Linked DNA regions of Mus musculus: regions 1, 2, 3, 4, 6 and 7 are each linked to region 5. The links are chromatin contacts, called in public capture Hi-C and promoter capture Hi-C maps. All regions are on one chromosome and are shown on one strand. The core of a region is the stretch at or near the end of the contact, and the rest is flanking DNA. Distances in the headings are between cores, read along the strand shown.

Region 1 (3,747 bases), core at 1,059-3,558, 3.0 Mb after region 5:
ACTATGCAGCCCTGGCTGTCGTGGAGCTCATGGTGTAAACCACACTGGCCCTGAACTCAGAGATCCACCCACCTCTGCCGCCCAGTGCTGGAATTAAAGGCAAGCACCCCTATGCGCAACTCACAGTTGTAATTAAAAAGCAATTATAGGGCTGGAGATGGGGCTCAACTGGCAGCTTGCCTTCCCGGTGTGCACAAAACCCTAGGATTGATGATCTCCCAGCATGTTAGGGATCTCAGGGTCCAAGGCATCATTTGGCGATAAGTGAATTACAGGCTAGCTTGGGCTACATGCAGCCCTACCTGGAAAGGGGGTGGTCATTGGTAAGAGTAGTTCTGCCCTTGCTTTTGCTGAGGAGAGAGAAAGGCTTGGGAGAGCAGGTCTCTAAAATAGTGTTTAAAATGAGCTTATTATCCATGAGCAGAACGGAGAATTCACTCAGTAAGATAACTGAATCCTGGGTTTCTCCAGCTGCTGGGCAAGGGCCGCATTTCACAGTTCTGCCAGAATAAGTTGTTTACTGCCAAGAAGCTGAAAGATGCTTAGGTATGTACAGAACACCGAATTCATCCCGGAGAATGAATTCACACAACACCTTGTGTCTTCTCAAGCTACAAGTACTGGAAGAGCTCTGACCAAAGATCACATAGAGGGCTCTGACCAAAAAGGGGTGGGGGGAGACTTTCAAGGTAAAGTCAACAAAGACGTCGTGTCTTCCAGAGACCTCTTACACTCAGTTCACTTCAGGAACAGTTAGTAAAAGAGCAAACACCACACCTTCAGCCCAGTCTAAAACCCAAGATGGGGAGAGTATAATTGCTTCTGAATATACAACAGCACTTCCCAATGCTGCCTTGGCAAGTTAGTTCCCACTGGCTTCCCACACCACAAAGGCTTCACCTTACAGTCCTGTTGCGCCGAGGTCTGGTACAGGTCTTCGTAGGCTAAGACACGCATGAGGTCCATTCCTTCCTGGCGGAGAATCCATTTGCTTGTCTTTTCCAAATCTCTGTGGCTGTCTCTGTAGCAACTCCAGTCTGAAGCTGTCACTGTTCATCTTTCTGCTCCCTTCTCTCCTGCTTCTCTTTTAAAGACCCGTGATGGTGTGTGGGGCCTTCCTATTTGCATGGGTTATGCTCTACATAACTGCAGCCATCCTGAGCCATAAGCACCACAAGTGTCTCCTGCCCCCAGTCACCCTGGCTGGGTTTTCCTGCATAGTTCCTAGCAAGCCACAAATAAGATTATTAATCATAATCCAGGCTCCACAGATGTGCCTGCCTTCTATACTATCTTAATGCCAAGTGCATTCCAGTTGCAATGCAGTGAGTTTGTCCTGGCCCATTACTTCTAACCACAGGGCCTCATCCTGGAGCATTAATTAGTACCTATGGAAACGTGTTAGCTCTGTCTTCTAAGGAAGACCGAAGATAAAACAACTTCAACCTCTGCGACTACCTTACAAAACCAAAACATAAGGTGGTTGGATCACACCCTGGCCCGGGACTGCTCCAACCCCCAGTACTGGGGATTGAGCCTTAGGCTGACATGTTTCTACCAACTGGACTACCTCTTGTTGCCTGTCCCAAGGCTTATGTACCTTGAAGACAAACCTGGGGACGGGGGCGCTCTGGAGCCCTTTATCTTTTTTTCCCCCTTGTTCCAGTATACCATATTAATTAAATCTTTCTTGTTGCCTGTTTTATTATTTTTTAAATATGGTCTCAGTCGCCCAGGTTGACCTCAAACTTGCTATAAAGTCAAGCTCCTTTGTTTGTGTTTTGTTTTGTTTTGTTTTTCGAGACAGGGCTTCTCAGTATAGCCCTGGCTGTCCTGGAACTCACTCTGTAGACCAGGCTGGCCTCAGAAATCCACTTGCCTCTGCCTCCCAAGTGCTGGGATTAAAGGCACCACTGCCCGGCTAGTGAATTCCTTCCTTAACCTTAACCCTCGACCAGCTGAGCGCTTGGGATGACAGGTGTGTGCACCACCATGCCCCATTTACACTGTGCTGGGAATCAAACAGAGCTTCATGTATGCCAAACAAGCGCTCTACTAACTAAGCTACAACCCCAGAATAATCGTGTCTTTAGTTGGTATCTGGGGGGTGGGAAAGGTGACCACCTAACCTGTGGGACTCCACGCAGCCACACTACACAGCCAGTGTGAAGCTGAGGCTAAAAACAGAGCCGCCCCACACACCCGTCCCACAAACCCCTTGCGTCCAGACTCTCTGGCGAGCGCGTGTTCTCTCTATGGTCATTTCCGGCTCCCGCCGGAAGTGTGGCGCCGCACTCCGGAAGCGGCGCACGGGCGGCGCGATGGCGGCGGCGGCGATGGCCGTGTCCGAGGCCTGGCCGGAGCTGGAGCTGGCCGAGCGCGAGCGGCGGCGCGAGCTGCTGCTGACCGGGCCCGGGCTGGAGGAGCGGGTGAAGGCGGCGGGCGGGCGGCTTCCGCCGCGGCTCTTCACGCTGCCGCTGCTGCACTACCTGGAGGTGAGCGGCTGCGGCAGCCTGCGCGCGCCGGGGCCCGGCCTCGCGCAGGGCCTCCCGCAGCTGCACAGCCTGGTGCTGCGGCGCAACGCGCTGGGGCCGGGCCTGAGCCCCGAGCTGGGGCCGCTGCCCGCGCTGCGCGTCCTCGACCTGTCCGGCAACGCGTTGGAGACGCTGCCGCCCGGCGAGGGCCTGGGCCCCGCCGAGCCCCCCGGACTACCGCAGCTGCAGAGCCTCAACCTCAGCGGCAACCGCCTGCGCGAGCTGCCCGCCGACCTGGCGCGCTGCGCCCCTCGCCTGCAGAGCCTCAATCTCACCGGCAACCGCCTGGACGCCTTTCCCCCCGAGCTCTTCCGGCCAGGAGCTCTGCCCCTGCTCAGTGAGCTGGCAGCTGCCGACAACTGCCTGCGGGAGCTCAGCCCAGACATCGCGCATCTTGCCTCGCTCAAGGTCAGTGGGACCCGAGGGGAGGGAGACGCGCGCCCTGCTGTCCCTCCTTGGAGGATGTCTTTGCCCCCGCAACCGGTCCGTCTCCTCTCAGTTCTCAGACCTGCGAGCTCAGAGGTCTCTGGACGTGTGGCAGTTTAAAAGTTGCTATCAATGTTAGACTTCTCATGTGGGAAGAAATTCAAGAGCAGAGAGCCAGGTGTGGCGCGCGTGTGTGCGTGTGCGTAACTGATTGGGTTTCCAAATGGCGGAGCGTCCAGACAAGGCACAAAATCACGCATAACAACAGCCTTCAGTGGGCGGGATCATGGCTTCCGTTTTATAGAGAGCCGAAGTGCTTACCCAAAGCCAACAGCACACCTAGAGTTTTCTTCGGGGCTGCCTTGTGTAAGAGATTGGCTTCTTTGTGGTCCCAGGCTCCCGTTGTGCCTGACGCCCACCAGGTGCTCATTGTGTGTTGAGTGAGGGGTGAGAAGGCAGAAGATGCAAAGCCACAACCTGACCTGACTCCACTCTAGGATCTCCACAGTCCAGTCCTGTCATCTGGCCATGTCAGTTCCCCTACCACACCCCCTCCATCACACCCCCTACCCTTTGTATTCTTGGTAGCGCCAGCCTGTGTGTCTTCTCATCCTTGAGTTTATGCAGCCCTTTCCTAATGATGGATTGGCAAGGAAATTTGCTCTTGAGAGATCAGAGCTCACCTTGCTAGTATTCGTGTGTGTGTGTGTGTGTGTGTGTGTGTGTGTGTGTTTAATTAAGACACCTGTCCCTCCCTCCTCGCTCTCGCTCTTGCTTTCTCGGGGTG
Region 2 (3,897 bases), core at 559-3,058, 2.9 Mb before region 5:
CTCAAAAAAAAAACCAAAAAACAAAAAAAAAAACAACAACAAAAAAACCCAGAACCACAAAATTTTAAAGACGTCCTTTTCCCCACTGAAAAAGAATTTGTTTAGAAGCCAGGGGTGTAAAAGCCAGCATAGGGAGGTGGGGGAAAAGAGGATCAAGTTTCCTAAATCAGCCTGGGCTACACAGGAAACGAGGTCTCAATATCCACCCCTCACTCCCAAACTGCTTTGTTTTGGAGCCAGTTGGGCCTGTGACCTGGAAAGAGTCAGGGCCACTGCGCTGTCTCTTAAGTTCTCGGAGGCGAGTCCTGCTTTGCCATTGCAGTAAAACTTCCTTTCAAGGCTCACTTCACCGACTTACCCCAGGTGTGAGGTGGGACCCTATGTTGTCACTCAAATGAGCCTAAGCCTCCCCACCCGCTTTCAGGGAAACAAACTGTAGCATTCTCAGAATTTTCAGAGCCTTTCCTGGAAGCTGGTGGTCTTCTGGGGGCTTCTGTCTGAGCACACAAGAGGGTGAATACACTCTGGCTCTCCGGAATATTTACTACACGAAGGAAAGGGATCACATGGGGCCAGCTTAAATTCTTAGCTAGGGAGGGGCAGGGTCTTTCAAATGCTTACAGTTTTTTAAACGTCCTGTGTCAAAATACAAAATGATAAACCCGCAGTGGTGGTGCACACGCCTTTAATCCTAGCACTTGGGAGGCAGAGTCAGGAGGATTTCTGAGTTTGAGGCCAGCCTGGTCTACAGAGTGAGTTCCAGGAGAGCCAGGGCTACACAGAGAAACCCTGTCTCATAAAACAAACAAAAAAGATTTAAAAAAAAAAAAAAAAGAAAGAAAGAAAAGAAAAGCCCAAACAACAAACCTGAGTGGAGGCACGCCCTCACAGTCCCAGATACTCGGTGGAAAGTTTGAACTTTTTGTCCCAGCCTAATCAATTTTGCTCGTCTCAAAATACAAAGTAAAAGTAAATAAGGCTGGCAATGACTCATTTAGAAGGACTGTGAACTTCCAGGCAGAAGGAGCAGAAATGTCTCCCCCTCACGGGGGTGGGGTGGGGGTGGGGGTGGGGGAGGTGCTGCCGGGTGGTAGCATGCTTATCTAACACTTGGGAGGCCCTGGGCTCCATCCTAAGGAAAGGACAACCAACAACAATCTTAAACTATGCGCATTAAAAGATGTCGGCAACTCCTAAAAGCTGCCTACACGGGTGAGTCACTGTGTCCCGAGTGGGGGGTCTCCCCCTGCCGTGGTCCTGATGGCATTCCACTCCAGTGTCACTCTCCCCCCCCAAAACAAGCCACCTTGCCAGGGAGACTACAGTGCCCCTGGTGTGCCTTAGGGGTAAAATCCACACCAGGCTGCGGCTGGGTCACGAGCGGACGTCCTACCCTAGCGCCTGAAGCCCGGCGTCCCAAGGAGAAGCCGGTGTCGCCACCGTCCGGGACCCTCGCGTGCCTACAGCAGGCCCGGCGTCCCCGCGTCCCGGCGCCGGACTCGAGAGCACCTGCCGCACCCCTCCCAAGTCTCCCCACGAGCGCGTGACCTGCGCCCGGCCCCACCCTCCCGCCGGCCACTCGCGGTCCCCGCTGCCCAGCGGCCGCGACCTGGGCACCGGAGGAAGGGGGGCCTCAGCTCTCCAGGGCCTTGGGCCTGGACCTCGGCGACCCGGTCCTCTGTCACCTCGCCCCGCCCCGTCTTCCCACTGGCGTCACGCACCGACCAGCGGGCCTTCCGCGTCGGTGCGAAGATGGTGAGCTCGGAGCTCTAGGATCCCCCCCCCCCCTCACCAAGCTGCTGCTCCACTGGCCGGGCTTCCCCGGCTTCCGTCTCCCCCTCCAGGCGACAAGCGGTTCAGCAGCTTGCTCCCACCTCGGGCCTGCTTCCTCCTCCAGCGAAGGAAGCGCTACTTAGAATCTAGTCCCTACCAGACAGGCGACTGGATCTGCCCCACCCATGGGGAGGGGCAGAGCTGTACCTCCTCTGGCTTTGTTTGTTTGGTTTTTGGTTTTGTTTTCTTGAGACTAAGTCTATTTATCCAGGAGCTCACTCTGTAGACCAGGCTGGCCTTGAACACACAAGAGATCCACTAGCATCTGCCTCCTGAGGCTGGGATTAAATGCCTGAGCCACCACTCCGTGTCCAACCTCTTTCTGGGTTTCTCTGAGGATTCTGGTCCTAGTGAAAATTAACTCACAAAGCATTTATCAAGTGAAAGTGGAGTTTCAAGGCAGGAGGTCAGCCATCCTAGCTTAACCCATCTATTCTATTTTGGAGTGAGATAATTAACTTTGACAAGCATTGTGCATCTGTTGCGTGCTGGGCTCAACCAAAAAATCAGTAAAGTTCTCGTCAAGGTGACTGCAGAGCCTGGCATGGCCACCTTGGATTGCACTCCCGGGCATGAGGGCTATAGGGCTGAGGGCTCTGCCCCTTAAGCTGGGGGATGCCATGGCCACACTCCTGAAATGCTCAACCCCTCTTTATAGCATGGACTGCAGCCACACTCCTGCCTCTCTAGGGCCAGGCAGGATTGTCCATGAACCAACCCTCCCCTCCAAAAGCCGCAGGGCACACAGAGGCTGGAAACATTTTATTTGGCTATGTAACAGGAGGGATGGAGTGGTGCTAGGGTCAAGGGGGTAGTGTGTGAATTGACGCTCCCACCGATGGGGCTGGGGCATCTTCAAGCCACAGAGGACTTGGCCAGGTCCTTCCACTCAAAACCCTGGTCCATCCTACCCCTCATCTGGCCTCTCATCCGGAGTCTTCTGGGGAGTCCTGCACTCATTGGTAGGATGACAAAGATAGTCTGATCCTGCCTATCTGGTACCAGGCCTGACTTTAAAGCCAAAGCAGAGAGCGTACAGCAGCTGACCACCAGGCTAAGGACTGGCCAGCAGAGCCTTCTATCCTAGATCTGCCTTATGACATCATTAAAGGCAGTCCCCAAGCCTGTCAGATATGTTGTCTGTCCCTGCTCTCCAGGGCCCTTGAGGAGAACAAGGAGAGAGGTCAGGGGTAGAAACAGGTCTAGGCAAGCATGAGAAGTATGGAGACCTGTTGTATCTGCCTATCCTCAGGCACTGCACCCTTAGAGGGGCAGCTTTGCTGGAGAGCTAGAGAGGAGGGTGGCCCAGACATTAGAAACTCCACACACAGGCAGCTGGGGGCAAAGGCTAACAATGAGGTCTGGGAGTTTCCACCTCCCCTTCCCAAGCCTGGCCCTTTCTGACTGTTTACTAATTAGGGCTCTGAGGACTGGGGCTCAGGAGGCATCAGGGCAGCGGGGGCCCGATGGTGATGCTGCTGTTTGTGACTCTCGGGCCGTACCAGCCGGCCCAGTAGTGAGTGTCCACGCCTCCGTGCTGAAACCAGATGTAGCGGACGCCGGGAGGATAGTTGGAGAATGTGTGTGAAACCTGAGGCAGGGGCAGACAGAGGGGAGCAGTCAGGTCTACTCTGTAAGATCTGTCTCCACTGAGTTCGAGGCCGGCCTGGTCTACAGAGTTAGTTCCAGGACAGCCAGGGCTATACAGAGAAACCCTGTCTCGGAAAAAACAAAAAACAAAACAAAACAGAAAACAAAAAAAACAACAACAAAAAAGATCTGTCTCCAAAAACAAACTCAGGGGGACTGGAGAGATGACTCCATATCTAGGAGCATTGACTGCTCTTGTAGAGGACCAAGGTTCCATTTTCAGCACCTGCAGGGCAGTTTACAACCATCTGTAACTCCAGTTCCAGGAGAGCTGAAGCCCTCTTCTGGCCTTCTAGGCACACAGGAAAAACCACTTATATGCGTAAAATAAAAATAAATCTTTTTCGAGAAGAACAGAGGGACAGAGCTGGGGGTGGGGGGAGATTTATCAAAAGTGCTTGTGTAGCCTGCTGG
Region 3 (4,064 bases), core at 329-2,828, 2.9 Mb after region 5:
ACCCAATCCCATTAGCCACCAGGGAAATTCGGATTAAGACTACAATGATCTGTCATCACACCTACCTAGAATAGCCTGAATGAAAACCATGATACCTGAGAGCATTTCAGCACACTGGTCGAAGTACAGCCCGGAGCAACAGTGAATGGAACCAAGACCTGCCCTGCCCTGCCCTGCCCTGCCCTGCCCTGCCCTGCCCTGCCCTGCCCTGCCCTGCCCAGCCCAGCCCAGCCCAACCCAGCACAGCACAGCACAGCACAGCACACCACAGCACAGCACAGCACAGCACACCACAGCACAGCACAGCACACCACAGCACAGCACAGCACAGCACAGCACAGCACAGCACAGCACACCACAGCACAGCACAGCACACCACAGCACAGCACAGCACAGCACAGCAGCACCGACCCCAGTCTCAATCCTTCCCTTGCCCTTGGCAGTTTCAAAATTAAAATCAAAGTTCTTCAGCAAAAGCTTTTGGCATTCAGAGCCTTTAACCAGATCTTCTGGGTTCCTGCCCGGGCCCCTCGACGAGGCTTTAAACCGTGTAGGTCCCTCCCATCTCCAAAGTGTTCCTACTCACAGCCATGCCAGGTCTCGCCAGCGGTGAGCAATAGGAGCTCAGCGTCGTTGGGAAGGCCCGGGAAGCAGTCGTCCGTCACCTCCGTGCCATCTTCGTACAGGCACAGCCGGGAACCGGGCATCGGGAGCTGGAGGACAAGAAGATCAGCTTGTCCCACAACAGTCTTGGCTTCCAGACAGCCAGCTCTGCGTACTGTAGAAGCCTAGCGCCTGTCCAAGCCCACCCAAGAGGATGGAAATCGTAGGGGTGGAAGCCAAGGTGCCCGCCGCGCAGTGCTTGCCCGGAATGCAAGACCCACCTGGAAGCGGACGCAGCCCTTACGCAGCAGCTCCTGGCAGCTCCGGGCCGCCACGCCGAACTTGCAGGCGCTATGTAGGGCTCGCAACTTGACGCATTTGGGTTGGCGGAGCACCGCGCACATTGCAGGGCTGCGGTACCGTAGCGACACTGGACTTGTAACGTTCCTGCCCGGAACTGTGGTGCGTAGACGCGGCCCGGAACTCTTTTCTCTACGTAGGTAGGTGCAACCGGAAACGTCCGACTGCAGGACCTGTCCCCAGCCAGAATCCTCGAGGCCTGGATGCGCACGCAGGCGCCGGCGGGCGGACGCGCAGGCGTACCGCGCGGGCCGGCCTGGTTGCTATGGGAGCGCAGCTGCGGCCCGGGCCCTGGGCAGAGGCAGCCCGGGCTGCTCCTCTGCTGCCCTCCTCAGAGGCCCGGGGTGGGGGCGGCTGGACCGAGACCCCTCCGAAGATAGCGGAGGCCGACATCGCAGCGGCCCCGCCTGGTCGTTTCCGCGGCGCTCTGTGACCCTGCGTGGCCTCGGTCTTCGGCAGGCACCCGGGGCGGAGGCTCCCTGACACCTGGCCTTGGAGGGACTGCGCGGCCAGTGCCTGTTCCAGGCCTCCCTGCAGCGCATCTCAGCCTTCGTGTCCGGAATCGGATTCGAGCCCCGCCTTGTCCTCGTCTGCATGCGTTACTGAACAGGAGCAGTTGCCACGAGACTAAAGACTGTAGCTCTGGCTCCGGGTAGGCTACACTTCGATCCGTGTCGTTTGGGGGTTTTGTTTGTTCGCTGGGTTTGGTTTGTTGTGCTTTTTAAGCGTTAAGATTCTCTAAAGCACTCTCAGTCCTTAAAATTACTTGGCCCCAGATCATTACTTAATATTGTAACATTTACGTTTTCTTGAAAAGAAAACTGGAAACACTTTTCATATCCTTGTAACAAAATGTTTGGAAGTTGCTACATTGAGTTCGGGTTTCTGGTTGGAAAGATGACAGGGTAAGTTCATAACCAAAAATAGAAGAGTTGGGGCTTAGTTTATAAGCAATGCTAGGGTAAATGTCAATTGACACTGCTGGCTGTGGCTGCCCTAGTGGCAGCTGGAACACCAGCCGCCTGTGGTAACCAGCTAGTAACACAGCATTGCACAGATCCAGATCTGTGGTGGGCTTTGTGAGGCGGGAAGGAACAGGAGGTGGAAGGGCTCCAGTGAGTGCATCGGCTGAAAATGTACATTTTGTAGATGTCCTTATTGAGGCCCCAGTGTTTTGGCCACGCTGCCCCCACAGCCCTCCTGCAGGGATCTTCAGTACCCGTACTTTGTTTTAGTTTTATTGGGCATACACTTGTATCTGCTGTTAACATTCTGTTCTATGCACCACAGAGACGAGGTAGACAGACCTGATTTTTGTTTGTTTGTTTGTTTGCTTGCTTGTTTTTTGGTTTTTGTTTTTTTTTTTTTTTTTTTGAGACTGTCTCACTGTGTAGCCCTAGAACTACTACATATAGACCATACTGACCTCAAACTCCGAGATCCTCCAAGTTCTGGGATCAAAGGCATGCACTACCACACCTGACACGGGCTCTTGAAGACACAGGGTCTGGTCAAGGCACTGGAGAAGTTCGTTAGATTTGACTATTCTCTAGAATTCAAGTCATAACCGGGCATAGTGTCACATACCTTTAATCCTAGTACTTGGGATGCAGAGGCAGGAGAATCTCTGTGAGTTTGAGGCCAGTCTAGACTACATAACAAGTTCTAGGCCAGTCAGGCCTAAATAAGAGACTCTGTCCCAAAAATAAAAACAAACAAAAAAAAAATCCAAGACAAGAATGGAGACTGGGGAAACAAGGTGTCCGGTCATAATTAGCACTTCTACTCCTACAATGGGGCTGCCTAGGGTTTTAAAATTAAGACCTGGAGAGGGGTGATCAAAGTTGGATTTAAAGAATGTTTGTCTTGACAGGAGCATAGGTTGAACGGGCAGTTGTACCCATCTGGAATAGAGATAAGGAAGAAGGGTGGAATCCAGTAATCCTTCATACCGTGCTGCCCTCTTGTGCTAAAGGGGAGGATGGTGGTTGAGGGAGATCAGCTCGGGGTTCAGAACCTGTGTGAACTAGGAGTGTAGCCTCACAGATTAAAGGAGAAGCATGCCAAGTCACCCAGCTATGCTTATCACTGCTCTCCGCTATTTTCTGGGTCAGTCTCCTCTACTCTGCTGCCGTTACAGCCACAGGGAACTCATGTAGCATCTTTAACAGTGACTTGCCATTCTAACTCTTAATAATTTAATACATACATACCCCAAAACACCAGCAAATGCCAGACAGGCATTGATTCTTGGGATGGTCCTTTTCAAATCCAGTGGAAGAGAAAGATCTAGATTACACATCAAGTGTGTTCACATGAGCCGGATTTCCTGTGGGATAGTTTGGATGTCAGAGTCTATAGAGTATTTCAATGTTGTATCTTATTCCAAGAAACTTCCAATGGACTTCTTTGTTCCGTGTTAGGAGCAGTGGTTTTTCTTCTGATGGTTTACTTCAGCATCTTGCTTAGCAAGTGTTTGATTGGCTTGGTAACTAAGAAGTAACCAAGGGGCCATAAGCACTTTGGGCTCTCAGTATGATCACATCTGAGGACCTGTGTGTTGCTGCTCTCTGTCAGTGCTGCCGCCCAAAGTTAGCTCCACTTGGGCAGGCCCTCCACTGCTGTTGGCCTCGGCAGCTCTGGATTCCAGTGCTAGGAGCCTCTGTGGGGAGAAATCTCCTTTGCTGTGGTCTCTAGATAGTCCTGAGGTTGAGTTTCTTCTGGGCAACACATACGTATGTTCCCATTCATAAACCTCACTGTGTAGGGGTATGGGATTCATGGACTGTCCAAGCCTAGGAAAGCTTGCCCCAGCAGGCCCCAGCCAGGGTTGGAGGGAAGTACAGAGTTGCCATAGCCAAGCTCACTCTATTGTTTTTCAACATGGAGAGCAGGGGGCAGTAAAGCAGACATCACAGCACCACAACCTCCAGATGAGAGGGGTGAGCTAGGATCACAGCATCACATCCTCCAGATGACAAGGGTGAGAGGTAGGATACAGGGCCATTCCCTGAAAAGTCACAGTGAAAGAATTTTTCAGCCGGTTGTTCTTCCTCAAGCTCCCTCAAGCTTGGCCATATCTCTCCTCAGCTTGGCAACTT
Region 4 (4,081 bases), core at 119-2,618, 2.5 Mb before region 5:
CACAAGGCTTGATTCAGTTCCCAGGACAGTGAAACACAGTAATCCTTCAGAAGCCAAGCCTTGGATTTTGGGAGAACAGAAGATGGGTAACTGAGAAATACGGGTTTTGACTTAACTTACAAGAAAACTCATCATAAACATTGCTGACAGAATAATCCAGTTGGTCCTCTCAACCAGGGGCTCCAACGGCAAGGACACAGAGGTCGGCACTCCACTATCCTGTTACCTCACCCGTCCCTGGATGCAGTGGCGACATTTGCAGGATGGGCCAACATGGCTAAGAGAGTCTGTCTTCCGCCTGACCCCACGATGCTGAAACTCACAAGACCTGCCCTTCCAGGAGGACATTTGTTCAGAAGCCTGGCCACCGGGCATGAGCAGGTGTGCCAAGGATCTCCATGCGGGGCCACACTGGCTCTACTGTGTTCAGTGAGGGAGGGATATGCTGTATTTGCAGCAGGGACTCAGAACATAAATGCTGATCACAGAGGGACACACTAGAGCAGGTTGTGAGTTATAAGCAAAGTAAATATCCAACTAAATACACAAAGTATAAAGTAAAGCCACATCTAGACACCACGTTGTATCTGAGTAAATTTTGTGCCAATAAATGACATCAGAATTTTAAAAGCATATATGTGTATGACTGGCTTTCTGTTCATCATTTTGTAAATTCTGTTATTGGGCTTTGGATTAAACTCAGTGGTGAGCCACTGACTAACAGGCACAGGAGCTAACACCATTACATTCCAGCACTAGACAGGCAACCATGGGTCTCTTGAGTTTCAGGACTACACAGAAAACCCTGTCATAATAAACGAGAATACATACATACATACATACATACATACATACATACATACATACACACACACACACATAGGCGTGTCACTTTATCAGTATGGCACATGTATGTATGTGTATGGGTGCCCATGTCAGCCAGTTGAAGTCATCTGCTCCCTTGGAACTGGAGTTACAAGTGGTCATGAACTTCAAGCCTGCGTGCTGTGGTCCTCTTTAAAAAAAAACAGCGAGTGTTCTTAACTGCTTCAAAACCTCCCTTCCCTCCCTCGCCCAATGTTTTAAACAAATTGGAAAAACCCAATCCTAACGTGGTTTTGCACGTCTTTAATCCCAGCACTTGAGTGGATGAGGCAGGCGGATCGGAGGTGAAGAGCTAGCTTTAAATGTGATTTTGATTGTACCCTCCCTCCAGTTCTCAGGCGAGGCCACAGGTTTGTTAGGATACAGCGTGAAATCAAAGAAAAGCCTAAATTTCCCCATCGTTAAGGCAAGACCCACAAAGCTACGCTACTTGGTGAGGGGTGGGGGGAGGATTTAACCGCGCGCATGCGTGTTACGCCCGCCTCGGGCAGCCGGAACAATCTCGCGAGAAGAGCCGCCCTAGGACGGAAAAATGGCGCCTCCCAGTCCCCGGGAGCATCAGTCCGCGCCGGCGACCAGTGCGACCAAGCCTGACGCGGAGATGGTACTGCCTGGCTTCCCCGATGCAGACAGCTTCGTAAAGGTGAGTTCGCGGGCCCTGGGGCTCCCCAGGAGCCCCCTGTTCTGGCCGGAAACGGGTCTGAGGCTACGGGCTTCCGGCGCCCGTCACGGCGGCCTGACGGCGCGCACGGAGAGCGGGAGAGGAGGGCTCCGCGCTTCCGGTGTGAGCGCGTGTGGCTTCGCGTGTCGAGCCGTGTCCGCGGCCTCGGAGGGGCGTCCTTGTCACTACCTCTCCCGAGGGGCCCGACAGCTGGGAGACGCTCCCTCCCATTGCTCACCCCGCTGCTGCCCTGACGTCCGTTACCCCAATCTCGTGGGTTGACTGTCCCCCGTCACGGGTGACATCAAGCCTCTCCAAGTGTCAAAGGACCTCTTGAGAAGGAGCATAGAGTTTTTTTTTTTTTAATTTATTTAAAGTCTTTGTTCACAAAATTCATGATGCTGTCATTAGGCCTTCACACCTCCCATCTGCCGGGGTCCCCCAACCGTAAGATCATTTTCATTGATGGCCTTGCTGCAAGCAATCTATGTAGACATTAACTTCAAAGTAAATTGCGATCCTCTTGTTAGTTTAAAAAAATATATTATTTTCGTCGCTAATTTGTAACAGTAATTTTGCTACCGTTATGAATCATAATGTAAGCAGGCAGGGTATTGGTGGGTCTGTGACCCATTATTTATCAACGACAGCTGCTTCTGATTGTTTACCCTTAACTACCTCACAACAGTCTTATCGAAAGCACTGGATATAAAATGGTCATCTGAGTGGGGTGGGAGTGGTGCACACCTTTAATCCCAGCACTTGGGAGGCAGAGGCAGGCGGATCTCTGTATGTCTGAGCCCATCCTAACCCAGGTCCTGTAAGAGAAGTGCTAAGCGCTCTTTTAACACTGAGTCTCTCCAGCTCTTGTGAGGTTTTTTTTTTTTATTTATTTCTGTTGAATGGACAGGAATCCGTGTCTAAAATGTGTCTTTTTCTCTGGATTTTCAGTTTGCACTTGGGTCGGTAGTGGCAGTTACCAAGGCATCCGGGGGCCTGCCACAGTTCGGTGACGAGTATGATTTTTACAGAAGTTTCCCTGCCTTCCAGGCATTCTGTGAGACACAAGGAGACAGGTTACTGCAGTGGTAAGTTTATTACGTTGATTGAAAGAAAGAGGGGCTGGAGAGATGGCTGAGCGGTTAAGAGCACTAACTGTTCTTCCAAAGGTCCAGAGTTCAAATCCCAGCAACCAACCACGTGGTGGCTCACAACCATCTGTAATGAGATCCAATGCCCTCTTCTGGTGTGTCTGAAGACAGCTACAGTGTACTCACCTATAATAAATAAATAAATCTTAGAGAGAGAGAGAGAGAGAGAGAGAAGAGAGAGAGAGAGAGAGAGAGAGAGAGAGAGAGAGAGAGAGAGAGAGAGAGAGAGAGAGAGAGAGAGAAAGAAAGAAAGAAAGAAAGAAAGAAAGAAAGAAAGAAAGAAAGAAAGAAAGAAAGAGGAAGAAAGGAAGAAAGAAAAGATTTTCCTGAGGGTCACATACCTCAGCGGTTGGGAAGTAATGAGAATGGTTGGGTTTCTGGGTCTGAATTCCGGTACCAACCAACCACAAAAAAACAAAACAAACAAAAAAAAAAAGCACTGCTAAAGGCCAGTGAACATAGGATAATCGCATGGCCTCTGGTTGTTAAGAGAGCATACATGGAGCCCGGGCTAGCCTGGAACTTGCTATGTAGACCAAGCTGGCCTTGAAAATCTTAGAGATCAACCTTTCCCTACCTCTTGAGTGCTAAAATAGATATGTGCGCCATCACAGCCAGCATGATCTATGATCGTTAAAAATAAATTAGGGGCCAGCAAGATGATTCAGTAGGCAAAAGTCACCTAATTCTAAGCCTGACAGCATGAATTGAACCCCTGCGACTCTCAGGATGGAGCGAGCAAGCTTCTGCAAGTTGTCCTCTGACCTTTACACATGGGCAGGGGAACTCACACATAGATGTACACATTGTTTGTTTGTTTAAATCGTCTTTTGCTGTGTGTGGTGACTCACACCTTTAATCCCAGCACTAGGGAGGCAGAGGTGAGTAGGTCTCTGAGTTAAGGCCAGCGTGGTCTATAGAGTGAGTAGAACAGCCAAGGCTACGTGTTTCTCATCTGTTAATTGTTGGGGGAAATTACCTTAAAGTTATTATTTTATTGAGACTAGGTCTAACTCACTAAATTGCACAGGTTGGCTTCGAACTCACTGGGCCCAAGCCTTCCGTGAAGGCAGTATCACAAGTCTACACCACCAGGCCTGGTTTTGGGTCTTATGTCTGAAACATTGCTGTGAGGATATACATTTTATTAATTTCATCCAGACTGCTGGGAAGCCTGTGATCCGAGCCCTTTGTGGTGTTTTCCCAGACAGTGGATTGGTAGAGTAAAGCAGACATGCTAACCTTGGTTTTCCTCTCTTCCTTAGCATGAGTCGGGTAATGCAGTACCATGGCTGTCGCAGCAACATCAAAGACCGAAGTAAAGTGACTGAATTGGAGGACAAGTTTGATTTATTAGTCGATACCAATGACGTGATATTGGAGA
Region 5 (4,125 bases), core at 1,312-3,811:
AGATGCCTTAAGACTCCACTAGCTCAAGAATTCTAGGGAGAGCTGGGGCTACAGCAGTTCCACCTGCTATGGGTCCTTCAACAAATATCAGAGAAAGCAAAGACCTGCCTCTATTAGGGAACTAGTAAACCTGGCTATAAGACACACAACAATTTGGAAACAAAACAAAACCCAAATCAGAAAGACTTGTTCCTGGCTTGAATAATCCAATTACCCTATCTTACAAGTGGCTCTGGGGACAAGCTTTCAGATATGTTTTAGGTTTGTAATTGGTAGTAGAAAAATTAGTATGAAACCAGGAAGAGTCTCCTTTGTGCTTAGAAGATGGCTTCTAGAACATTCAGGCAAAGCATCATATACATAAAATAAAAATAAACCTAAACAAAAAGAATATGGAAATACTTGTCTGAGTTTCTCGCAGAATCTGTACTATTGCCCTTTAAATACACGTTTAAAAAGATGACTTCTGATATAGTCAAAATTTATGCCCACACACTGCTGATGCCTTTTTTCTCTAATGTTTTAAAAAAATAATTACATGCTTGTGTCTGTGTGTACAGGTGCATGCATGTGCCCTTGGAGGCAGTTACAAGCAGTTTCGTGATACAAATGAGAGTGCTTGGAACCCAGGTGGATCCTCTGCTAGAACAAGTAAGTGTTCTTTTAACTCCCGAGACATCTTTCTAGCTCCAACGACTCTTTTTCTAAATAAAATTCTAGAGAATTCCCATGTTTGTTTAAAAGTCACATTTAAAATTTTAGAGTGGTACCTCATCTACTTGATTTTGTGTCTGCTGGAGTCTTCGATTACTGCCAGTGGCAGCACTTGACCCCGAAGGCACACCTGTAGACCTGAAAGGTATAAAGTCACAAGTATGAGTACACTGTAATTCCCAGTGCACTTGATAAGCTAATATATAATCCCAATGCTCCAACCATGACATGGGAGGTGGACACATGAGAGTCTTGGAAGCCTGAGGGCCAGCTCACCTGATACATGCAGCACTGAACAAGAGATAGTGTCTCCAATAAGGTGGAAAGCCAGGACTGACATGTGAGGTTGTTCTCTGCTCTCAAGTGTCCTTTGCTCTCAAGTATACCATGGCCTGTTTGTGTGTATAAACTGTTATGGTGGGACGCAGTCTTAACTCCTTACACTGCAGTTATTTCTTAAAAGTCCCAAGGTAAAAAATAAAGGCACTAATATGTTTTTATAACCCCTCAATAATTCTTAAGACTGTATCACTTGATAGTGATAAAAGTCTGAAACAAATATTTAACAAGATCTGTTCTATGTCAATAAAGTGTGGGTTTTTTTTTTTTTTAAACTTGCTTTAAGACACACAGATGTTTAAAGTAGACTCCTGATCTTTTTGTTGTGGCTGATAATTAGGAACAATCACAGAACAGACAATATGAAGAAATAGGTTCAAAGTGCATGGAGGGGGTCTGTATGAACGGGAAGGAGGCTGAAGCAACTGTCTCTGTTGGAAAGTCATTCATCTCTCATAGGTTCAGTGAGTCTGGATTTTCACTCATCCCCACTTTTCACAAGTACTCTGGTTTTTAAGTCCTTATTGCCTCCATTAAACTCTTGTATCTAAAACAGCTTCCAATTTTTGCCTTCCTACACAACTGTCACTCTAGGGTTGACTCACAGCACTTTTTAAAGTTTGCACTGTGTCTACCACCAAGGACACATCACTGATGGCTGTCTCACATAACTCAGGGTCCGAAAATTAAACAGGTAAGGACCGTGCTCTGGAAGCACTATCCATGTTATTTATTTTTTCTCTCTTTAAAGTCTAATATCACTAAAGAGGATACTACGATCCTTCCCATCTTATTAAAACTTAGGCTGAACATGCGGCTGGCTGAACTGAACCAATTTAATCCTCTTGAGTGTGGACCGGACACTGCCATTTGCTCAGCAGTCTGACCAGGTACATCTTAAGTGGTGACAACAATTCTGGCTGAAGGTTGCAATTAGAAACCAATTTTAAAACCAGAGTGTGCTGGCTTAAAACGGAAGAGAAACCCATTGCCCAGATGCGTCGGGAGCGCCAAACGCTGGCCTACGACGGGCTCCCGGCCACCTCAGGTCTCCCGCTCCTGCCGGGCGCACCCCGCGCACAGAGTGAGCGTTCACGCTCGCTCCCGCCCCTCGCGAGGAAGGAGCCGCGGGGTGTGGCGGCCGCTTCCTCGGTCAGGCGGTGTCCCCACCCCCGTCCTTCCGCGTCTGCCCGCCGTCCGCGGGGCACTCGGGGACGTCGCGGCGCCACGACTCGTCCCGCAGCGTCCGGGGACAGGGTGCACCGCGGGGCCGCTGCCCACCTCAGGCCCCGGGACTCCGCGCGTAGGCCTGCGAGGCCTCCACTCGAGTCCGAGTGTCAAGCAGCGGCCACCGCGCCTGAAGCGGGTCGCAGGAGTGGGCCACCATCCCCGGAGCCCGCCTCGCCTCTCAGCGCAGCGCGTCACTCACATTTTGGCGGCGGTGGCGGCGGCGAATGGCCGAGGGTCGACGGACTCGCGCTGCAGGCAACCGAGGCTGAGGAGATGGGCGGGGCCGTGGTGACGTCACGAGCGGTGGCCGGACCGGAACCCGCGACGCGCTCTTAGTCGCCAGGGGCGCGCCGGAAATGGGCGGGATAGGAATCGAGCCGGGCGCAGCGCGGGCTGTCACCTCGGAGCAGAGCGGAGTGGGAGGGGCCAGAGCTTGCGCTGAAGTAGCGCCGGCGCTGACGAGTGGGCGGGCGTTCTCGGTGGACAAGTGGGCGGGGCTAGAGCGCGGCGCCTGCGCCTTTGGGCTGGGCTCTTCGCCGCCAAGGAATCACAGCAGCTCCCTGCAGTGTCTCTGCTGCCCTGTCTCTAGCCCTGGAAAGGCAGTTTAGAGTGAGAATGGGTACGTTTTACATTACTGTGAGCCCGCATACCTTGTCTCTCATGTTAGAAACAGCGGACGTGCCTAACGTTCCAGAATAATCTAGTGGTCCTGAGGAGACAAAGTTCTTTTCTGAGAAAGAGGCAGTAGGAAGTCCATGTGGAGTCTTGGCCACAGGATTTGGGAGAAGTCTCCTCTCAGGTTCTCACATGACAAATATTTGCCATTGCACGGATATTAAATCCCTAAAGGGAGCCTTGGCTTAGAGAACTGTAAGGTTCTTCATTTCTGTAATTCCCTGGCCCTTGCGGAGACGACACTCAATTTTTGTTCAACGGGGGTGAGTAGTTATGTGGAAAAGAATCCCAACAAGGTCTAAAACAGACTAAATAAACTCCGTTGGTGGATTCACTCAATGAAATACACTAAGGTATTTTTCCACTTCAGCATGGTAACTCCCAAAGGTGTGTGTTGCAATTAAAGAGCGCCACACCAGTGGGTACTAGGTTGAGTAGTAGTTATAAAAACCATTCTGGATAGGAGGAAATGGAGAGTGTGGGGCCGGGCTTAAACAGTGAACAGAAAATGCAGTGGGCTCCTGGTGGGAGGTTCAGAGTGTGAAACTGGCACTAGTTCTGAGGTAGATCAGAAGTGAAGTCCTACCAGAGAGATAACAGAACTCTACAGCCAAGAGGACTGGAACAGTGACGAAGAATACCTAGCAGGGAGGCCTTGTGAGGTAAGCTGGAAAGGGTCTTAAAAAAAAAAAAAACACACACAAAAACCACACACACACAACCCAGCCAACTACCTAGTAGAGCTAAAGAGTGTACTTAGTTGGCAGAGTGCTTGTCTAATATGCAGCCCTGGGTTTGATCCCCAGAACCACGTAGACCCAGGCTGTTAGCACACCCATAATCGCAACGAAAGCTTTTAGGTAAAAGGTTAAGAGGTTCAATGTCACCCTTAAGCTTAAGCGTTGGGAATTCATGGGTACTCTGAGCTACATGAGAAAGGTTAATTTAAAATTGAGATCCTTATCTTCCAAGTAACTGCATTTAAAATAAATCGATGTGTTAAGGAACCAGGCAAGGTAGGTAGAAAGGAAGTGCTTTGGGAAAGTGGCTCTAAGTGAAAGGCTGGGTGGGAGAACACTGCATGTGGAAAGTAAAATAATACTTCCAGTTCTAACTATGACCTCACTGTCAACACCTTGGATTTCAGATCAGGTTAAAGCAAAACAC
Region 6 (4,182 bases), core at 1,398-3,897, 3.0 Mb before region 5:
TTTGGGGCTATGGACTGTGGTTCCGTGGTAGAAAACTTGCCTGGCCTGTGGTACCCTACCACAGGAAAACAAAACAAGCCTTTGTTTACCACTCCCAAAGGAGGAGGGGCTGGGGATGTCCCAGACCTCAACTTAAAACATCCCCGTGTGTCCTGTGCAAACATTTGGCGGCCTATTAGACAAGGCAGTAGGATGCCCCCAGGACAGCTAAATTCAAGGGCTACCCAGGAGGAGAGGCAGGTCCTCTGGCAGACTTTGGAGTCAGACCATGGAACAGATCTTAACACATAAACTTGGGCAAGTCTCCATACATACAACGGCCACCTGCTCTTCAGCGCAGCAGGGACTCTGTGGTAGAAGTGTGTCAAACACTCAAACACAGCAGGCCGCATCGCTGCCCCCCCCCCCCCACTGCTCCTCCCAGGGCTTCACAAGTCTAGTCCAACCTGAGCTGCTTCAGTTTAGCTCCTGCTTAAGACAAGCAAGAAGCCCAGTTAGGGACCCGACTTCTTTCACAGAGCCTGGGCCAAGTGCTGAGAAGAGCTGGTGTCTTTTTAAAAGACAGAGAGGGTGGACTGAAAGGGGCAGCCAATGGTGTCCCAGCTGCCTCCCATAGGGACACCAGATCTTGCAGACAAAATAACACAACACCCAGCCTCATTCTGAATTTCAGATTGTGAATGATTCAGTGTGTCCCCAATCCTGAGACACATGGTACGACTTTGTCCTTGATGCGAAGCCCAAAAGTGACTGGGTGTTACTTCACAACCCCTAGCCTGGGCACTGCCCTTCAAAGCCTGCAAAGCACACATGATCTCAGTGGAGGGCCTAGTGTTTGTATGCTGGGCTGGAAAGCCTGCTATCTTACATTTGTGATGGATACACTGTACCTATCAGGTTCTAAAAGACGATGTAGGCCATCAAAACCAAAGTTAGCCCAAAGCAACAATACCAGGAAATGCAAACCACTGGAGCTGAGTCTTTGGGGGTTCGAATCCTGACTGTACCACTTATTTCTTGGGAGACTCGGACAATTTCCTCGTATGATCTAAGCTGAAGTTTGCACCCCGATAAAAGAACACGGCTTCTCTAGGTCAGGTATGGTGGTGCACACCTTTAATCCTAGCACTCAGGAGGCAAAAGCAAGCAGATCTCTTGTCAATTCAAAGACAGCCTGATTTCTATAGTGAGTTCCAGGCCAGCCAGAGCTAGATAGCAAGTCCCCCAACTCTAAACAAAAACGACAGAGTACAGCTTCAGCTTTTTCAGCGGAGGACGGAGACTAAGAAAAACAAGCAACACAGGTTGGGGATACGGCTCGGTTGGTGGAGTGTTTCCTTATCCTGCAGGAAGCCCTGGGTTTCATCGCCACTACTGTGTAATCCTGGCACTGGAGAGGTGGAGGCAGGAGGATCAGAAGTTTGTGGCAATCCTCAGGTACACAGTAAGTTCAAGGCTACACAGTAAGTTAGTACACGAGACCCTGACTCAAATGAATAAAACATATCAGCCCATAAACATCACATTTTTCTCACCTGTTCCTGCGTTTTATTATTATTTGTTAGTGTGTGGTCCTGGGATGGAACCCCAGGCCTGGGGTGGGCTACTCAAATGTTCTACCATTGAGACTTGTGCTGTCCTCGTAATTATTCCAGCAGAATAAGGCAGAGCCTGACCTCCAGACTGCCTCCAAGTCCTGCCTGTAATTCTGTCCCTAGATAATGGATCGCTCAAGCCCATTCCTTTGCTCCAATCTCCCTCCTGCTGCTAGCCAGCAGTTTAGGAATGGGAAACCGGCCAGAGCAAGTCACAGCCCAGCCCATATGAAATCACACAACTGCTCCAAAGCACCTCTATCTTCCGGCCCTTTCCTCTCAGACACCAAAGGGTGCTAAATGGCTTAACACCTGGGAGTCTTAGGGTTTCACGGAGCTGGCACCAAAGGCCCAAGATGGCCGGTTTACTTCCAGGTCCACACGGTTCTGGCCGAAGCTAAGTGGCCAGCACCTCTGTTGCAAATGAGGAGGGCTGAGAGAGAAAAAGAACTTAGGAAATGAAGACATCCTACGCAGCCCCGCTGCCCGGAGCTCAAAGTAGCCTCTGGGGTTTTTGATTTTAGGAAACCTCTTAAGTTCCTGCTTCTTAATTATGAAATAAGGACGCTGCATGTGGAAATTAGGGAGAAGCAATTGTTTGGGGACAGCGGATTTCTCCTAACTTGAGCCAGCACTCAGACAGACCCCCCCCCCCGAACTGCACTGACCTCTCAGAAGGATAGATGTCCCTGTCCTGCTGTGGGGGACACCAGGAGCGCAGGCCCGGGCGGTCCGGTGCCCGTGCCAGCCTGGGTCTGTCCGGGAGGGGCGGCCCTGTCCGTCTCTGTCCCCAGGTGTCCCTCTCCGTGTCCGCCGCCTCCTCCCCGGGGCTCTGGACCTTCCCTTCTGCTCCGACTCCGTTCCCCAGGTTCCTGGACCCCCGCCCGCCCCGGCCGCGCGGCCACCTTCAAGTTCACGGCAGGCAGCTCCATCCCGACCCGGCGGAGGGCACCTGAGCGACGGCCGCGGGGACTCCTGGGCTCCGAACTCGGGAACAAACTTCCTGGCCCCGCCCGTCGCGTTGCGCCAGTTCCAACGGCGGGAGGCCAACTCGCGCGGCCACGTGACTGCAGCCGGTTGCTAGGAGACGGCGTCAGGCAGCTGCTCTTGCTGCTAGGCTCAGGCTCCTGCTACTACTACTGCCTAGGCCTCTACCAGCTCCTGTGCTTCAAGCCAGGAGGTCGGGATTTCTGCAGCCTAGGGGCTCAACGGGCTGCCTAAGTGGGATCGAGGTGAGGTGGTGGGACGACCTACAGCCAGAGGAGCCTGGGGCAAGCGGGCAGAAACTGCGGGTGTGGTAACAGTTGGTGTCTGCCCAGAACATCCTCTCTCCTCTCTTACTTCCCTTGCACAAGAATTAGAACAGTGCCTACCTCATCATCTTTGTGAGGATCAGTGAATGAATTCATGTCCATAAAGATAAAAAGTGAGGGTTGGAGAGGATTCCGTGATTAAGAGCACATGTTACTACTTTTTCTAGGCTTGGGTTCCCAGAACCCACATGCCGGCTCACAATCATGTACTTGTGATACAACCACCCTCTTTTGTCCTCCGCAGGCTCCAGACACAAGTGCATATACACACACAGGCAGGTGAGACATTCGTATACACAAGACAAAAATAAATAAATCTGAAAAAAAAATCGAAGCTCTGTTCTTACTGTATTAAATTTTCCTTCCAAGCTTATTGGATTTCAAGAGAATTTCATAGAATACATTAAAAAGAAAGGAAGGAAGGGGAAGTCGAGGCAAAGATATAATGATATCAAAGCCTGCCTGGCTTATAAAGTAAGACCGTGTTTATGTCTTATTGATCTACTTAGTGGGGTGGGTGGATGCATGCCACAACATGAGTGGGGAGGCGAGAGTGTGGATGGTTCTCCTTCCATCCTGGGTTCTGAAGCCAGGGTAAGGAAAGGGAGACAGGACCTGAAGTCAAGAAAGGGGCTTTCCAGCTGATGGCTGAATAGCCCCCACCACAAGGGAAGGAGAGGCTGGAGGACTCTAGAGCCCAGCAGTTTAAAGCCAACCTGGGCAACAGTGAGACTTTGTCCAAAAATGAGGGGGTCAGGGCTCAGTGTTATAGCATCTGTTTACCAGCATCTGTTTACAGTACCAGCATAGCCTAGGTAAAGTTCCAAATGATCAGAGCTGTGCCGGGTGTCAGTGGCTGATGCACACAAGCTCTAGTACCACCAATATATGAGGAGCCAGCCACTTGGAGTCCACTTGCCCAACATAGCAAAAGTTGGAAGACATTCAGTCAGGACAATTAACAGGAAGTCTCCCCTGCTGAGCCTTCAGACATGCTGAGAGCTCTCAGGAGGCGGGAGCTGCCCAGCCTGGGCTGGTGGGTGTGACTCCAGAAGAATAGAAGCCATATGGGAACCCATGAGACCCCCTGAGTGGACACAAGATGACATCTAGGTCACAGATCCCCAGATAGGACTTTTCTTCTGGGAAGATGAGAGAAGTTGGGGCGGGGCAGACCTAATTTAATAGCCCATTTGAAGGCACAACCCTCAGTCCCCAAGGAAGGCGAACTACAAGTCTGCCATTGTAATGGACAGCTATTCTGATTTTGTTTC
Region 7 (4,022 bases), core at 1,109-3,608, 2.4 Mb before region 5:
TCCAGGACAGTCAGGGCTATACAGAGAAACCCTGTCTCGGGAAGGGGAAGAGAGAAAAAACAAAACAAAACCAAAAACAAAACAACCCAAAAGACTGAAAAACCCCGTTTCAAAAAGCCAAATTCTTTTACAAAACAGATGCATCTTTAAGGCATTTAGGTTTCACCACCTAAAATTAGCAATGACCATGTTCTGCCAGCTTCACATTTAAATTCATGCTCCTCAAAAAAAGAATCCTGCTTTTCAATTTCCATTTACTTAAACTGCTGACCTGCCAGAGTAGTCTAAGTCTAAACAAAGTTTATGAAAAAGTTAGGGTCATAGGAAACATTCCTCCATAACGACCAAACCCTCAAGTTGGAGCTCAACAATAGACTATTCTCCCAGCACACATGAAGCCCTGGATATTATAGTCTCACTTAAATTAAGATGGCACGGAAGTCTAACCATGGCCAGCAATACAGCAAAACCAAAATGATTAACAAACCTTTGGGATAGTTGACAACATATACCAGATTGCCCCAGCCAGCATCTGGGGCATGCAGAATTCCTTCCACCAGTCGGACTCCTCTCATACACTGAGACACGGGATTCCGGTAGCGCAGGCCGCATGCCCCTGGAAACTGGGCTGTAACTGTGGACAGCAACACCGTCCCATCGTCTTCTGATGGTATTTCAATGGGTTCATCGTTCTCATCTTCTGTTACCCGAATATATTCAGACATCTTTGCTTAAATCTCTTAAAGGAAAAAGAAATGAGCAAGAAAATCAGAGGAGTTATCTTTTCATAATTGGCTATTATCACACCACTTTATTCCCACTTCCTGAAAAGATTCCTGCTACCTAAAATGTTTCTTTTGCCATCCCTGAAAAAAAAATAGAGAAAAGGTATTTTCTAAAATAAAAATGTGATTTTGGGGGCTGTTGAGATGGCTCAGTGGGTAAGAGCACCCGACTGCTCTTCAGAAGGTCCAGAGTTCAAATCCCAGCAACCACATGGTGGCTCACAACCATCCGCAACAAGATCTGACTCCCTCTTCTGGAGTGTCTGAAGACAGCTACAGTGTACTTACATATATTAATAAAATAAATCTTTAAAAAAAAATGTGATTTTTGTCGAGCACGATAACCCACGCCTTTAATCTCAGCACTCTTGAGGCAGGCAGATCTTTTTGAGTTCGAGGCTGGCCTAGTCTACTGAGTTCCGGGGCAGCCACAGGGAAAACCGGTGTTCATGTGGCGCTCTGCCCGCCAGTTCTATTTTCTCAGCGCACACTATAAGCTTCCGGTGCTAAAATGGCAACAGTGTTACCATGTGGCCCGTTGGCTACAAAGCCAGACAAAAACAAGGTGTTAAAGAACTAAGTATCTGCCCCGATTTTTTTTCTTGCACTCGTCATTTCTTACCTGGAGCGCACAGATTACAGGCTACCGTATTTCGTAACCATTCTGAATTAAGTTTCTTCTATAGCCTGGACCTGAATCGGGTTTAGCACGTGCTTTAACGTGGAAAAAACCAGCCAAGCATTGGGATCTGAGGAACCCTCCCTGTGCTGGTGGAGCACGAACACCGACATCAGAACAGTTATCTAGCAGTTCTGGTGCTCATCCTCGGAAAGGTCTGGCTAAAGTTAGGCGTCGAGGGAGCAACGACGGCTACTCCGGGAGGTAGGCCGCCGCTTCCCAGAAGGCCGTGCGCGACAGACAACGTTGATGATTTTCCCCCCCTTTCAACTGGGCCCAGGGTGGGGCCCGCGGAGGTCCAAGTCCCATGGTGACAACAGTTATTCTCAAAAGCGACAATCTACAGGGACTAGGACGCCTGGAAACCCGGGGCGGCCACACACTTCCGCCCGTGGCTTCACAGCCAAGCAGAGGCCCGGCGTCCCGCTCCGGCTACTGCCCGCGCTTAGGCCTTAACGACGCGGCTGCGCGAGGCCAACCAGGCCCCGCTCTACCGCTCCCTCCCCGCGGCGCAGGCCGCACCGGGCCTCTCCGAAGCAACACTCGAGGCACGCAGGCCGGCCTTGGCGACCAACCTACCCGCTAGGCCACTGCTAGGAAGCACAAGGAGGAAGCACAGACGGGAAGGAATCCGACAACAGCCGCGCTACCGCTCCGTGCCCACAAAATGGCGCTAGGGCCGCCTCCCGCCCTCGCCCGCCTTCGGCCTCTCCCACTGGCTTCCCTGCAGGAGGGGCGCTCTCCGAGGGAAGCCACAGGCGCTCTCTCCTCCCAGAGGCTCGGATGCTAGCAGGCTCTTCGGCGTATAGAAAAAAGTAAAGAAACGCAACAATGAAAACAGCTGGGTCTGAAAAACTGACAGATGAAGGACAGAACGGCCACTCGGCCTTCCGAGTCCCCCTACGTAACGCGGTAGATGGCTTCGCCTGACCAACGGCCGGCCCTAGTCGAGGAGCTCGCGCGCGCCGAGAATGCGCGAGACTAGCGCAGGCCGGGACTGGGGCGGCAGGGGCGGGGCTAGGAGGGAAAGGGGGCGGAGCCTGCGACTGAACGCGTAAGGGCTTGGGGGGGAATCCCTGGGAACCCTGGGTTCCTAGTCTAAAGGCGACTCTTAAATGTCTTCTGCCTTTGCTCGTTAATTTCCAACGTGGAAACATTAACTTTGATCTGCAAAATGGTCCCTGTTCTAAGTACTATTTTGTATCAAGTACCTTTTAGCACTCTCTGGCTCTAGGGGGAGAAAAACAAACCAGAATCTTGTGAATGGCAGGCAAGTGTCTTCCCATTGACCTTGGGCTTAGCCATCAGATACTGTTTTAGAGACAGGGATCTCAAAGTCACTGTGTAGCCCAGGCTGTCCTTTAACTCATCAAGGCTGCCAAGTGTGGATGCTGCCCTAGCAGTCTACACGATAGTCGTGATACTCTCTCCTCTTTCAATAAGTGAAGAAACTGAGGCACAGAGTTGAGTACCTTGCATGAAGTCACCATGAGAAAGAGGCCCCACTAGGGTCTGAATCCTACAGCAAAAAACTACTTGGATGTTTCAGTATTTCGGTTCCAGTTGACGAGTCCTAGTATAACTTTAAAAAGGCTGAAGGCTAGCTCTACCACCAAGCAGCAGATGTAGACTCTTTACTCAGGGTTGGAATTTCTTGGTGTATCAGATTCAAAGCTTAGGCACAAAGGTTTTACACAGTTGCTTTATTTACTGAAACTGGGTCTTGCTGTACAGAACAGGCTGGCCTTGAGCTTGCTGGGTTCCTCCTGCCTCTGCCTCCCTTCTGGGAGGAATGGGGTAGGATTGCAGATCACCATCAGGCCAAGCCTTCCCACTTTAAGTTTATAAATGAATTCATTTCCTCCTCACAGCTACCTTGTAAGAAGATGGCATTGGAAGAACAGATGTTAATGTCTAGCCCCTAACTTCCATTAGAGCCCAGGCTGGCCAGGAACTCCTGGCCTGTCCTCCTGCCTCAACCATCTGAGTGCTGGGATTATAGGCATGAGTCCTTCCACCCAGCATTATTTACTTTTTGGTTTTGAACTTAACAAACAAACAAACAAAACAGGATTTCTGCGTAGTCTTTGGCTGGCTTAGAACTTACTGTGTAGACCAGGCTGGCCTCAGATTTGCTATGCCTTTCCTGAATCTGCGCCTTCAGTGTTGGGATTACAGGTGTGAGTCACCAAAATGGTTTTTTGTTTGTCTCCTAAGACAAGGTTTCATACAGCAGAGCCTGGGCCTGGCCTCCTGACTGTCCGGGATTACAGACCTGTGCTACCATGCCTGGAAAAGTCAAGAACTTTAACAGTAGTTTAAAAGGATGATTGCATTTTTTTTTTTTGATTTTTTTTTTTTTTTTTTTTTTTTTTTTTGGTTTTTCGAGAAAAGGTTTCTCTGTGTAGCCCTGGCTGTCGTGGAACTCACTTTGTAGACCAGGCTGGCTTCAAACTCAGAAATCCGCCTGTCTCTGCCTCCCGAGTGCTGGGATTAAAGGCGTGCGCCACCACGCCCAGCTTGCATTTTTTATTTATTTTCTGTGTTCACGTCTCTGT

The links. Promoter capture Hi-C pulls out the DNA fragments that hold promoters and counts their contacts. Capture Hi-C pulls out chosen DNA fragments and counts their contacts.
Region 1: a capture Hi-C map of embryonic stem cells shows a contact between it and region 5, with 6 times the contacts expected there. The contact joins the promoter of Lrrc47 here to the promoter of Vamp3 in region 5. A contact is called at or near these places in 1 of 39 promoter capture datasets (the C10 cell line), 1 of 115 datasets of contacts at active chromatin or transcription factors (astrocytes) and 1 of 9 other capture datasets (embryonic stem cells).
Region 2: a contact with region 5 is called in a promoter capture Hi-C map of liver, with 2.9 times the contacts expected there. The contact joins the promoter of Fbxo6 here to the promoter of Vamp3 in region 5. A contact is called at or near these places in 3 of 39 promoter capture datasets (the C10 cell line, liver and pre-B cells), 4 of 484 Hi-C or Micro-C datasets (CD4 T cells, CD8 T cells, double positive thymocytes and 1 more), 1 of 115 datasets of contacts at active chromatin or transcription factors (large pre-B cells) and 3 of 9 other capture datasets (adipose tissue, liver and macrophages).
Region 3: a promoter capture Hi-C map of liver shows a contact between it and region 5, with 4 times the contacts expected there. The contact joins the promoter of Cep104 here to the promoter of Vamp3 in region 5. A contact is called at or near these places in 5 of 39 promoter capture datasets (the C10 cell line, hematopoietic stem and progenitor cells, liver and 1 more), 1 of 484 Hi-C or Micro-C datasets (pre-B cells), 2 of 115 datasets of contacts at active chromatin or transcription factors (bone marrow-derived macrophages and extraembryonic endoderm stem cells) and 1 of 9 other capture datasets (liver).
Region 4: a contact with region 5 is called in a promoter capture Hi-C map of pre-B cells, with 2.3 times the contacts expected there. The contact joins the promoter of Exosc10 here to the promoter of Vamp3 in region 5. A contact is called at or near these places in 2 of 39 promoter capture datasets (liver and pre-B cells) and 1 of 9 other capture datasets (liver).
Region 6: a promoter capture Hi-C map of adipose tissue shows a contact between it and region 5, with 2.7 times the contacts expected there. The contact joins the promoter of Agtrap here to the promoter of Vamp3 in region 5. A contact is called at or near these places in 2 of 39 promoter capture datasets (liver and pre-B cells), 1 of 115 datasets of contacts at active chromatin or transcription factors (bone marrow-derived dendritic cells) and 1 of 9 other capture datasets (adipose tissue).
Region 7: a promoter capture Hi-C map of pre-B cells shows a contact between it and region 5, with 3 times the contacts expected there. The contact joins the promoter of Tardbp here to the promoter of Vamp3 in region 5. A contact is called at or near these places in 5 of 39 promoter capture datasets (cranial neural crest, fetal liver, liver and 2 more) and 2 of 9 other capture datasets (adipose tissue and liver).

Annotation. Positions count from the first base shown.
Region 1 is chr4:154,009,495-154,013,241 of GRCm38.p6, forward strand. Lrrc47 (leucine rich repeat containing 47) reads left to right here and starts at 2,309. Exons shown (of 7, transcript NM_201226.1): 1 at 2,309-2,942. The coding sequence starts at 2,322. Gm31566 (a long non-coding RNA gene) reads right to left here and starts at 1,767. Exons shown (of 8, transcript XR_391010.4): 1 at 901-1,767.
Region 2 is chr4:148,150,221-148,154,117 of GRCm38.p6, forward strand. Fbxo6 (F-box protein 6) reads right to left here and starts at 1,809. Exons shown (of 6, transcript NM_001163706.1): 1 at 1,722-1,809. It overlaps Fbxo44 (F-box protein 44), which reads right to left. Exons shown (of 6, transcript NM_173401.5): 6 at 2,579-3,424. The coding sequence ends at 3,281.
Region 3 is chr4:153,973,983-153,978,046 of GRCm38.p6, forward strand. Cep104 (centrosomal protein 104) reads left to right here and starts at 1,579. Exons shown (of 22, transcript NM_177673.2): 1 at 1,579-1,615. It overlaps Dffb (DNA fragmentation factor, beta subunit), which reads right to left and starts at 1,099. Exons shown (of 7, transcript NM_007859.4): 1 at 885-1,099; 2 at 587-713. The coding sequence starts at 1,007.
Region 4 is chr4:148,557,051-148,561,131 of GRCm38.p6, forward strand. It overlaps Exosc10 (exosome component 10), which reads left to right and starts at 1,369. Exons shown (of 25, transcript NM_016699.3): 1 at 1,369-1,528; 2 at 2,498-2,634; 3 at 3,963-4,081. The coding sequence starts at 1,418. Mtor (mechanistic target of rapamycin kinase) reads left to right here. Exons shown (of 58, transcript NM_020009.2): 58 at 1-635.
Region 5 is chr4:151,055,392-151,059,516 of GRCm38.p6, forward strand. It overlaps Vamp3 (vesicle-associated membrane protein 3), which reads right to left and starts at 2,562. Exons shown (of 5, transcript NM_009498.4): 1 at 2,483-2,562; 2 at 771-852. The coding sequence starts at 2,484. Gm38529 reads left to right here. Exons shown (of 2, transcript XM_017320565.2): 2 at 561-3,665. The coding sequence starts at 2,050. The coding sequence ends at 2,619.
Region 6 is chr4:148,085,417-148,089,598 of GRCm38.p6, forward strand. Agtrap (angiotensin II, type I receptor-associated protein) reads right to left here and starts at 2,648. Exons shown (of 5, transcript NM_009642.5): 1 at 2,501-2,648. The coding sequence starts at 2,527.
Region 7 is chr4:148,624,638-148,628,659 of GRCm38.p6, forward strand. It overlaps Tardbp (TAR DNA binding protein), which reads right to left and starts at 2,359. Exons shown (of 6, transcript NM_145556.4): 1 at 2,044-2,359; 2 at 488-739. The coding sequence starts at 725.